Regions from separate parts of the Drosophila melanogaster genome. Here region 1 is linked to region 2. A link is a contact called in public HiChIP or PLAC-seq data. All regions are on one chromosome and are shown on one strand. The core of a region is the stretch at or near the end of the contact, and the rest is flanking DNA. Distances in the headings are between cores, read along the strand shown. Region 1 holds the start of Setd3 (SET domain containing 3). Region 2 holds the start of CG43736.

The links. HiChIP or PLAC-seq counts read pairs in DNA pulled down with a chosen protein or histone mark.
Region 1: a contact with region 2 is called in a POLR2A S2P HiChIP or PLAC-seq map of the Kc167 cell line, with 4 times the contacts expected there. The contact joins the promoter of Setd3 here to the promoter of CG43736 in region 2. A contact is called at or near these places in 29 of 107 Hi-C or Micro-C datasets (the D17-c3 cell line, the Kc167 cell line, the OSC cell line and 12 more) and 3 of 6 datasets of contacts at active chromatin or transcription factors (the Kc167 cell line and the S2 cell line).

What each region holds. Positions count from the first base shown.
Region 1 is chrX:6,966,635-6,971,808 of dm6, forward strand. Setd3 (SET domain containing 3) reads right to left here and starts at 2,116. Exons shown (of 3, transcript NM_167100.3): 1 at 1,090-2,116. The coding sequence starts at 1,958. It overlaps CG14431, which reads left to right. Exons shown (of 4, transcript NM_001298044.1): 4 at 1-2,195. It overlaps CG4586, which reads left to right and starts at 3,284. Exons shown (of 2, transcript NM_132143.3): 1 at 3,284-4,342; 2 at 4,451-5,174. The coding sequence starts at 3,384.
Region 2 is chrX:6,865,140-6,870,484 of dm6, forward strand. It overlaps CG43736, which reads left to right and starts at 3,088. Exons shown (of 5, transcript NM_001298043.1): 1 at 3,088-3,641; 2 at 4,122-5,345. The coding sequence starts at 4,251. CG14434 reads right to left here and starts at 2,055. Exons shown (of 3, transcript NM_001298040.1): 1 at 1,663-2,055.

The DNA.
Region 1 (5,174 bases), core at 866-3,365, 100 kb after region 2:
AAACTGTGTTCGATACGATTTAACTGAAGCAAACTTCTTTCTGGCACTGACTAAAATACCAAAATTTAATTGAATTTAGATCAAGGCAAGGCATAAATGGGCGCTATGTGGGCGTGGTCATTAGCACAACAATACCAACAGCAACAACAACAACAACACTAATATTTTAAATGCGCAAAATGTACTGCAAAAACCAAGAAGTGAAAATAGATGAAACACCTGTATTTATTTCGTAGTGCAGGCACTTTATTTTTGATTTGATTTTCGTTACCACCCCCGCCCCTCTCACTAGGCAGTAGAACATCTGGCGACAGTATATATATATATATATATATATTTATATATATAAATATAATTATATATTTAAGCACGCTCAAATATGTATGTAAATAAGTTTCAATTTGATTTTTTTGAGAAATAAAATGTAGAACAAATTGTGGCAAAGATTTCAAGCATTTCGAAAGCACTTGACTAACCGCATGACTCGCTGGGGTTTTCGACCACAACCGAAGATTGGTGTCGAAATCGCGGCACTATAAATACAGAAGCGAGTGGAGAACCAGAACCACAACCACAACCAGACCCATCCCAGTGCACCATGACCCAGCCGTCGCAAGTGGAAGCGGATCCGTAAATAGATCGTAGATCTTCGGCAAAACAATGCGATCACAATGCCAGACGGGAAGGTCAACAATGGTCGGGCAATCTGGCCATATGCATCTACTCTCGCTTTAAAACAAACAGCACCAGCTGTAAGTGAACATGTAATTTATGGCCAGTGGGACAACTGGCAGATTCAGAGGCCTCTCTGCAGCAAAAACAAGCCCAAACTAAACCGAAAAACACACTTAGGGAAAGATCAACACGAGGGCAGGATTTAAAAATGGAATTCCGGAAAGGTATACAATATTTCTATTTCTAGGCCAACTGAAAAGATCTTCAGAGCAGAAAACTTGGCCTTAAGCCATCTTTTTAGCACAGAATCATATTTCTTCTTAAACTTAGTAGAACAAACTTTAAAAGTAGCGATATTTTTTTAAGGCACCTTTAGCACCTTTATTGCAATCCCAAATCTCAATCGAAACTCACCTGTATAGCTTGTAGCAGAGTCCGTGCTGCGTGAAAAAGAGGCCTCTTTCGCCCGGATGGCTCCTGTTCCCGGTGCTCGGCTCAGTCATGGTGTGGGCGTACTTGTAGAGGAAGGCGTACTGCTTGGCGATGACGCGACACTGACGCATTGCCAGAGCGGCTGCAGCGGTGCCCCGGAGGAGCTCCATCTGCTTGGTGGTAAAGTATAGCACGGTGTTGTATTTGGCAGGCAGAACATCAATGTAGGGCCGCCACTCGCTGAACTCGCCACGGATCTTCTCGATGACCAGATCATAGGCCAGGTTCAAGTGGGTGGCCTGCGTCATTTTGCCAAATAGGCGGCAATCGGAGTTGTTTTCCTCGGATAAGATGAGCTTCCGGGGCACGCTGAGCACCAGCTCATCCTTGGCCAACGGTCGGGTGGCCCGCAGACCCAGTTGGTAGCCGGGAAAGATGGCTATCTCCAGTCCCTCACTGTGAACTCCGCCATCTTTGGCCCACGCACTGAACGCCTCCACTTTGGCCAGACGGGTCTGATCGTCGGGGGAATCGCTGATCTGCGGACACACTGCTTGGCTGAGTGGCTCCTCCAGGATCATGATTTGTTTGAGCAGCTCCTGTAGCTGCCCGTACTGCTTCCATTCCTCGTTGGGATTCGCCGGTTGCTTTTCCACCAAGTCAAGCAGTTCCTCGACGAGCTTGTTTAGTTGGCTCCTCTTTTTGCCGTTTAAACTGGGCAACGAACTGGCCGCCTGCTGGTCCTCAAAATCCTCGACTGCTGTGCCGGATGCGGATGCAGTTACTCCGTTTTGTTGTGGCTGCTGTTGCTGCTGTTTTGTCTTCTTGTTGCGCTTCGTGTTCTTACCCATGGCGGTGCCGTTGGTGGGAGCGAGAGAGAAAGACAGAGAGAGAGGAAGACAGAAAGCTAAGCGGTACCGGCGGCCCAAAACAACAACAGCCAAATAAGGAAAATAAAGTCGAGAAATCTGCACGCGGGCGATCAGCTGGCCGGCAGTGTGGCCATTCGTCGGGCGCCACTAAATTACTCCGACAATTGGTCACACATTCGACGAGCTTTTATGCTGAAAACTTTTTAATAGGGGTACTCCTAAGCTTTTTTTTATTACAAAACTTATGTTTTCTTGTAAAATAAATTGTAATTCACGTTGCATTTTTGGCACATCAATAATATTATAATAATTACTCTTTATAGTTATTAAAATGGCCAGTGTTTTTTTATATTTTATGTTGCATTCTTGAAGAGCGGGAAATTTAAATTGAGAATTTGTCCTAAAATCCAGGTTGCAGAAGCTCGTATGTATAATAATATATTTATTTATTTATATAAATAAAATCGCTCTTTCCATGTCTTTTAGTTTCTATTTATAAACAATTTGACAATGGCCCATAGGGTTATCTTAGATTTTCTAAACGTCATCCAATTGAGAAACGTTATGTTGATAACAAGAAATCCACGAAATAAAAATGTTATTGTACGAAAAAGAAATAATTGTTTGTTGAGCTTTGTGGGTTTTTGCAAAACAAAAACAACAAGAAATATTTACGATTTTCTTATCTACGGTAAAAAAAACTTGAACTAAAAAACTAGGAGATAATGCCGCTCATCAGATGTTTACGCACTTTGTGCCATTTTTGGCTAGGGTGGACCAACACACAAATCAGCGTTTGAGTTAATAGTAAGAAACAAATTCCGTCCAAATATACAACCTAGGATACGAAATCTAAAACATGATAAGTGCATCTTGTAAGAAAGACGCAGTTTGAGAAACTTTCGACAAATACGGAATATGGTCCACCCTAAGGCGCTCAAGCAATTTGAGAGTGGCTCAGTTCTCAGTTCAGTGACTCCAATGCAGCAACAACGGCGGTTGGAGCACCAGCGGGCAGAGCGCGAAAGAGAGGCAGTGGTGGGGCTCCAAAGGCGTAGGCAGGATGGACCATCCAAAGGGGTTCCAGATCGCCTCTTCTGTATAAGTTATCCATAAATAGCTTATACACTGCATCCTTTATGAGTATAATGTGGTAAATGTATAAAGAATCCCGGTATATTAATTGGCAACTCATCTTTAATTTCGGATCACTGATAACCAACCATATTCCCCTGCTATCCCCGCCTTTGGTGACCTGGCTGCCATGTTTCGAGCTGCAGAACTGTTTCTTCCAGCCACCAACTTCTCAGTGCAATCGAGTCGTTCGAGCAGAGAAGTTGGGAAATCCCGTAGAAAAGTAAAACTCTAGGAAAAGAGAGATCGGGAAGGAGAGATAGAGCGATCATGTCTGTGAATGCGGATCTGCAGAGAGAGCGGGCGGCGGCCACCTTGGACAGCGAGGACTTTGCCCGCTGGTGGGCGGGTGGCTCTGGGCAGCTGGAGGAGCGCCGCGCCCTGGAAAGGCGTTTCTATGAGGATCCCGACTTCGCGGAGCCAGTGCATCCGAGCTGTCTGTCATACAAGGAGCGCTACGAACAGACCGTGGCCCGATCCACACGCTTCCTGGCCAAACTGCGCCAATGGCAGCGGGAGAAGCAGCCACAACTTCAGCTTAGTGTGAATATGCTGAGGGACTTTCGGCTGCTACTCTCCGGATCCCTGGGCACGGGCCTCTTCCAGCAGAGCTTCCCCCTTCGGGTGCATTTCTCCATGTTCATGACCACCTTGCTGAGCCAGGGAACCGAGGAGCAGCAGGCCCAGTGGCTCAATCGATCCTGGCACATGGACGGCGTCCTGGGCACCTATGCGCAAACGGAGCTGGGTCACGGCACCTTTGTCCGGGGCCTGGAAACCCGAGCCGACTACGATCCCATCACGCAGGAATTCATCCTGAACACCCCAACGCAAAGTTCATACAAGTGGTGGCCCGGCGGACTTGGTAATACCGCCAATGTGGCCATTGTGCTGGCCCAGCTATATGTGAAGGGCAAGCATTATGGCTTGCAATCATTTGTGGTGAGGATCAGGGACGAGAGGACACACGAACCGTTGACTGGAGTCGATGTGGGCGATATAGGACCTCGCCTGGGTGGCAATGGCGTTAACAACGGCTTTCTGGGACTCCGCGACGTGCGGATACCGCGCAATCAAATGCTGATGAAGAACGCCCAAGTCCTGACCGACGGCACCTTCGTCCAGGGTAGACCTCCGCTGCTGCTCTACGGCACAATGGTCTATGTGCGGGTAATTACCGTGAAGGATGTGCTCTTTGGACTGCTCCAGGCTGCCACCATTGCCACCAGGTGATTATATAGTTTCTGGGGATTATGTTTATCATAGCTGTTATTAAGCCCATAAAACACATTCAGCTCACCCAGGGTTCTTTAGATAATAATTATCATTATCTTTAGGTATTCCGTGGTGCGTCGCCAGAGCCGGATTAACAGCGATCAGCCGGAGGTCTCTGTTTTGGATCACATCACACAGCAGGCAAAGATTCTACCGCAAATTGCTCGAGGAGTGTCCTATCGCCTGGTATCCGATTGGCTGTGGCGCTTCTACGAGGACGTACTCCGCCAACTGGAGGATGAAAGCACGAAAGGACGCAACTCCCTGCCGGAGCTGCACGCCCTGAGCTGCTGCCTCAAGGCGGTGGCCACCGACGAGGCCAGCGAGGGAGTTGATCTGCTGCGCAAGAGTTGCGGTGGCCACGGATTCCTTTCCTCGGCGAATTTCGATAGCATCTATGGTCTGACCGCCGCCACATACACCTACGAGGGAGAGTACACAGTACTCCTGCTCCAGACAGCTCGTTTCCTCGTCCGGCAGTATGCGGATAGCTTAAAACGCAAGGTGCTGCCCTCCAGTGTCTCCTATTTGAGGGATACAGCCCGTTTGATTTGGGGCAAGAATCTGGTTGCGAATTGTGTGCGAGCGCTGGAGATTTCAGCCATGGAGCAGGTGCGTGATGCTTGGCAGACCCAGAAGATGCACCAATCCGGCAAGGTGAGTCCCGAGATGGCCAGCAATCTGGCTGGAAGGCAGCTCACCTCGGCTGCCATAGCCCATGCTCACGCATTCTTCACACGCAATGCACTGGAGCAAGTGGAAGCACTTCGAAAGAAGGGCGATCTT
Region 2 (5,345 bases), core at 1,838-4,337:
GGTAATTGACACACAGAGGGTTAAAGGTGGCAATGGGGCGGTGGGTGTTGAAAGAAGTGGGTGCAATGCGATGGTTTGGGGGGGTTGGGCACACGCTCACATTAACACCGGCACACCAACACTCTGTAACGCTCTCAGGTGCTGCGGGCGCATTAGCCGAAAGCAGAAAGCAAAGTGCAGCGGAGAAGGAGAAGAGGAGAGGAAAGCAGGGCAGAAAAAAAGTGATGTGAGTGGGAAGATTGCGGTGGAAAGTACTGCGGGTGGTGGGCGTTGCGCGCTTGGGGGGAGCCGAGGTCGAACGGATGTCCGGTCCCCATTGATTGGCCAGAGTCCCCAATGAAAGGAGCAGTGAGTGGGGTAATTTTATAGAGGCAAAGAGATACGCAGCAAATCTGCATAATTTTAAGTTTGTGTTAAGAAACTATGTAGATGGTAGAACGACTTTCCCCATTAACGTTTGGTGGCACAAATGCATTTACAAGAAAATGTTAGAGAAAATTCCTGAAGCAACTCGCACAAAAATTGTAAATAGCCATTAGTCGCTGTCAAAGCCAAGACTGTTTAAAAAGTGTTTACACATCCAGCAGTATTAACAATATTACTAACGTAATTTTGGCAAAATTTAACCGTTTCTAAGCGGTAAGATCTCTTGTTCGTTTGTATTTTTGTATATTGCCACCATACATATGTATATACATACATACATATGTACATATATATGTACAAACATCATCAAGCTCGGTAAGCCCTCCTAGTTCTACTTCTTTGTGCAGCAAATATCGGTTTTCTGTTCCCTGCGCAATCGTGAAGCTTGCCAAAATCATAGCAAACGGCAGAGCCGACCATCCGCCTACCGCCCCAATCCCCCGTTTTGAGCCACCCAACGCCCAATCCAATATTTCCCATTGATGGTTAAACGAACGGTCTACATCCACGCATGCAAACATACATACATGTGTACGCCTAGATTCATACATGCAGACAGACGCACACATGCAGGCACATGTTTAGTCGTGTTTACATAGCAAAGCGCGCACGAAACGGGGCCTTTCGTAACGCTCGCTTCTCACGCTGTCTCCCTCTTTCTCCCCTTACCCAACCCCTCGCACTTACACCCTCTCTCTCTCACTCTCGTACACTCTTCGTTCGCATCGATGGCGACTGACGATGTCGAATGCGTATGCCCACCACTACAGATGCACATTTCGCACACTTTAACCGTTGCACATAGCCTCGTACATATAGATTTATGTATGTATATGTATATACATATATATCTATGTACATAGTTAAGCATATGACTAAATACGAATACCGCACTATTAGAAGGGGGTTTACATGGCCGTAGAGAAAAAAAAAACAAAAAACATCTTCCACACAAAGTACAAGAAATACCCAAACACACTCACGCACAGCTGACTAATTAGCAAAGCAAAACACCAAAAATCAAAACCCCCACTCAAAATCAAGAGAGATGCCACGAAACAGGGAGCCCGTAGAACGAAAGAATTAAAGAAAGCCACGCACTGGAGAGTCTCGTACCGTACAAACTAAAAAGCCCGGGAGACACCTGAAACCAAAGCCGAGAGATACCAATAAACTGCAGTGCCTTCCATTGACACTCGGCTTTTGAATACCCTAAAAACTGATTGGTGTACTTACGTACATTCATATATAAATTGCGTTTCGGTTTATATTGTGTAATCCTATTACACACATAAGCATATGATTGAATGAAAACAAGTAGAACCTTTAATAGGCTACAGTTGGTTCTAAATAAATTGAAGTGGACATTGCATTAAGTAAAATACATATCACAATGTGTTTTGGCGCAACTGTACGTTTAGTTTTCGGGACCAAATAACACCTGTTTTGATCTGACTGTACTTCGCGGGACTCGTTATTAACTGGCAGTTAACTTTTTAGCCCCGTATGATGGCGGCACAATGGAATTTGACTTGGACTCTTGGACCTGGCTAATTAAATTTTTTTTTTTGGTAAATGTTTAGAGTCGGGGCGACCTTTTGGAGCTGCGCCCGTTCGTGAACTCGTGTATTCGTTTGTTCGTGTTCGTGCTCGGTCGTTCCCGGTTTTCTCTGCCTTCTGGAACGGGGCCTGTCTTGAAAGCCGCAGAGCGCGCGAATACCGAAAACTTCTTGCATTCGACGGTGCGAAAGGGACGGGGAGAGTGATGGCATGTGGGAAAGGGAGAGGGCTAGAGCGAGGAGAGGTGGCCATCGAATGCTAAGCAGGGGCCTTTGCTTTTGCTTTTGGTGCTTGCCAAAAATAGAGCCGCCCCGCCACGCCTTCGCCCACAAAGAGCACCCACCCACCCACTCCCGCACAAAAGCAACAACATCATCATCACACCACCAATACCAAAACCAATACCAATACTGTGACCCAGCCAGCTCTCTGTGAACATGTGTCAGTGTGTGTGGGTCTTGTATATAGCATAGCTTAAGCTTTCCTTGTACCGTGGTTCAAATGCCAGGGGAAAATGGCATTATTATATTCTTATAGAGAAATAATATATACAAATAAATTTGTACAACTGTATGTAAAGAGTAAACATGTAACAAGGAAACACTAATTTTAAAGTAAATTTAGCTAGTTTGCATTATTTTTTACACCATTTATATGAGTAAGCCACAAAGAAGCTTGCCTTTTTTGATCTGCTTGATTCCCAGATGGTGTTACTAAAAAATAATGCGAATTTGAGAGAAAGTTTAACAATAAAAAGTTCAAATTCGAGATACATATGTGTAGAGTATTTAAAGAACTTAATTGTGAGGTTAAATATTCAACAAATGGTAAACTTGTAATCCCATAAATTCGTATTATTTTATAAAATTTTACTTTCATACTGAATTGGCTAAGATCCCTTAATTAATTTCCATAAGTTGCTTATGTCTTAACCACTGTGGGTTGTAACTCTGCAGCTACGTTGACGTCGGCGTCGCAGCTTAGAGCTAGTCGATGAGCGGAAGGAGAGAGAGAGAGCAGGCGTTCGTCGAGGAGGGGGCTAGCCGAATAGGGTGAGAGAGAGCGATGGCAGAGTAGGAAAATGCATAAGAAGGGGGGTGGGGGCGCAAAAGGGAGACGGACAGCAGCAACAACAATTCGGCAAAATGTTCGTGGCAGCGTTGCAGCGACGCCGACTGCGCTACGGGTGTTTGTTTTTTTCTCTTTCGTGTTTTCCGTTTTTCTTTTGCGCTCTGCATCCGCTGCCGCAGTAGGCGTCGCTGCCGGCGCGCTGCGCCAGTGTGGGTGAGCGCACGGCTGTAGGTTTGTGTGTGTGCCGTACACATTTTTCAGTTGACTTCGTTGAAATAATTTTCGTAACAACGATCACACTCGTTTGTGTATTGCGAAGACGGGCGGACGTGCGTCGGCGTCGAATGCGGAACAAGCGCTAAAGCAAACTAGCGAAAAAGTGCGAATATCAAAAGAAAAGAGAACCAAACAAATTGTTTTTTTTTTTCACCACGAGCGTCGTCGCAAAAACAACAAAAAGGAATTTAATAAACCAAAAGCAAACGAGGAGAGAGAAAGCAGCAACTAAATATAACAACAAATGCATTAAATAGTTTTGTTTTTTTTTTTGCCACACTGCCAAAATGCAGTTAGCGTTTGTTTGTGTAAGTGTACCACATGCATACATAATGTATAATTTATATGCCAAAAACAACAACAGCAATAGCATTGTGTGCAAAATGTTGAAATGAGCTCGAAAAACAACAAAAATAAGTGCGCGCATTAACACACGCACACTTGCAAAGGAAAACATCTAAAAAAATTATCACGTGTGTGTGTGTGTGTGTGTGTGTGTGAGACAGCCGGTCAGTGTGACCGTTTGTGTGCCAGAAAGAGAAGGATCGAACAAGCCGGCTGTTTATTTCTTTTATAGTTCTGTTTAAATAACAAATACACTTGCCAAAAGAATTTCATTTTGATGTGTGAATAATTAAAAAAATCAGTAAGACATAATGCAGTCTTTGTTAAATATATATTGACATATATGAGCATATATATAAATACATACACAAATAACATATCAAATTGAAATGCTGGCAGTACCAATCGAACTGTCATCCTAACAAGTAAATTTTTCAATACAGCTCCTAATATAAAACCAAACCAAAAGTGTGGATATCGAAAAGTCTGGAAAAGTACGATAACGCAAGATTACATAGAGCGCGAGCAAGACAGCATTCTAGAGCAAAAGAGCGAGAGTGTGCGGAGGAGCGATGGCCAGCGAGGATGTGCAGATCACTAGCGTCATCGATGCCAATGGCCAGAGCCTACCGCTCCACGGCAACAGTTTGGGCGGTCCCCTGGGACCGCCCGTCAAGCAGGAGCGTCCCGATGACGCCGAGATCCGCGAACTAGCTGCCAAAATGAAGGAGCAGCAGAAGCAACAGGCCGCCCAGCAGGCATCCCGTCAAGCGGCCATGCAGCACTCGAATGGGGGCGCCATTGCGGCATCCTCGGCCGGTGGCAACATGCAGCCGCCGATCACAAATGGCAATGGCCAGACCAATATCATGAACTACCTATCTCGTCATCAGAAACTACCCAACGGCACCATGCAGGTGGTGCCCGCCTTGGCCTCCAATGGCCGCTCGAATGGAGCCGTCAGCGACTCCGGCTCGGACAAGAAGTCCTCCACGGGACCCTGCGACGAGGAGTCCATTCAAGGCCACTTCGGCTGGGCTCAGTTCGGCAAGGTATCCATACCGTACATCTATCGCCAATCGGAGAAGTACTGCTCCGTGCGCATGATCGAACTGAAACTGCTGGGCAAATACCTTAACTGCCTGCATCCGGATATCTACTCCAGCTGCACCTGCGTGCGCAGCTACTACATCACCGATGCGGAGGCCCGTCTCTTCATCGAGATTAATCATAAGCATTGTGACGGCGAGTTCGGTCGCGACATCTTCAACCAAAAGGATTTGGTGGTGCGTCTCAGTGACGCATCCAAGTTCTATCAGTTCCTGGATATTTGCTATAGGAAACTAGTCTCCGGCAGCAAGACGCCGTCGGAGAAGTGCGGCTTTATTCGCATCAACAAGGAGTCCGTGGTGCCCTACACTGTGCGCAACAATCAGCAGGTTGTGCCGCTCTTTTATTTTGAGGGCGAGACCGAGAATCTAAAGACCAAAGCGGAGCTGCTCAATGGCTGGGACCTGGCTTATCTAAAGTTCTGCTGCAAGGTGCAGGGCATACGCAATGAGCTCTTCTCCAGCGAGAACGTGGCCGTGATTTCGCTGACGGACATCAAAAGCTACTTCCCAAATGGCACCGAATTCGAGGACTACTGGCCCAGCAAGGTGGTTGAC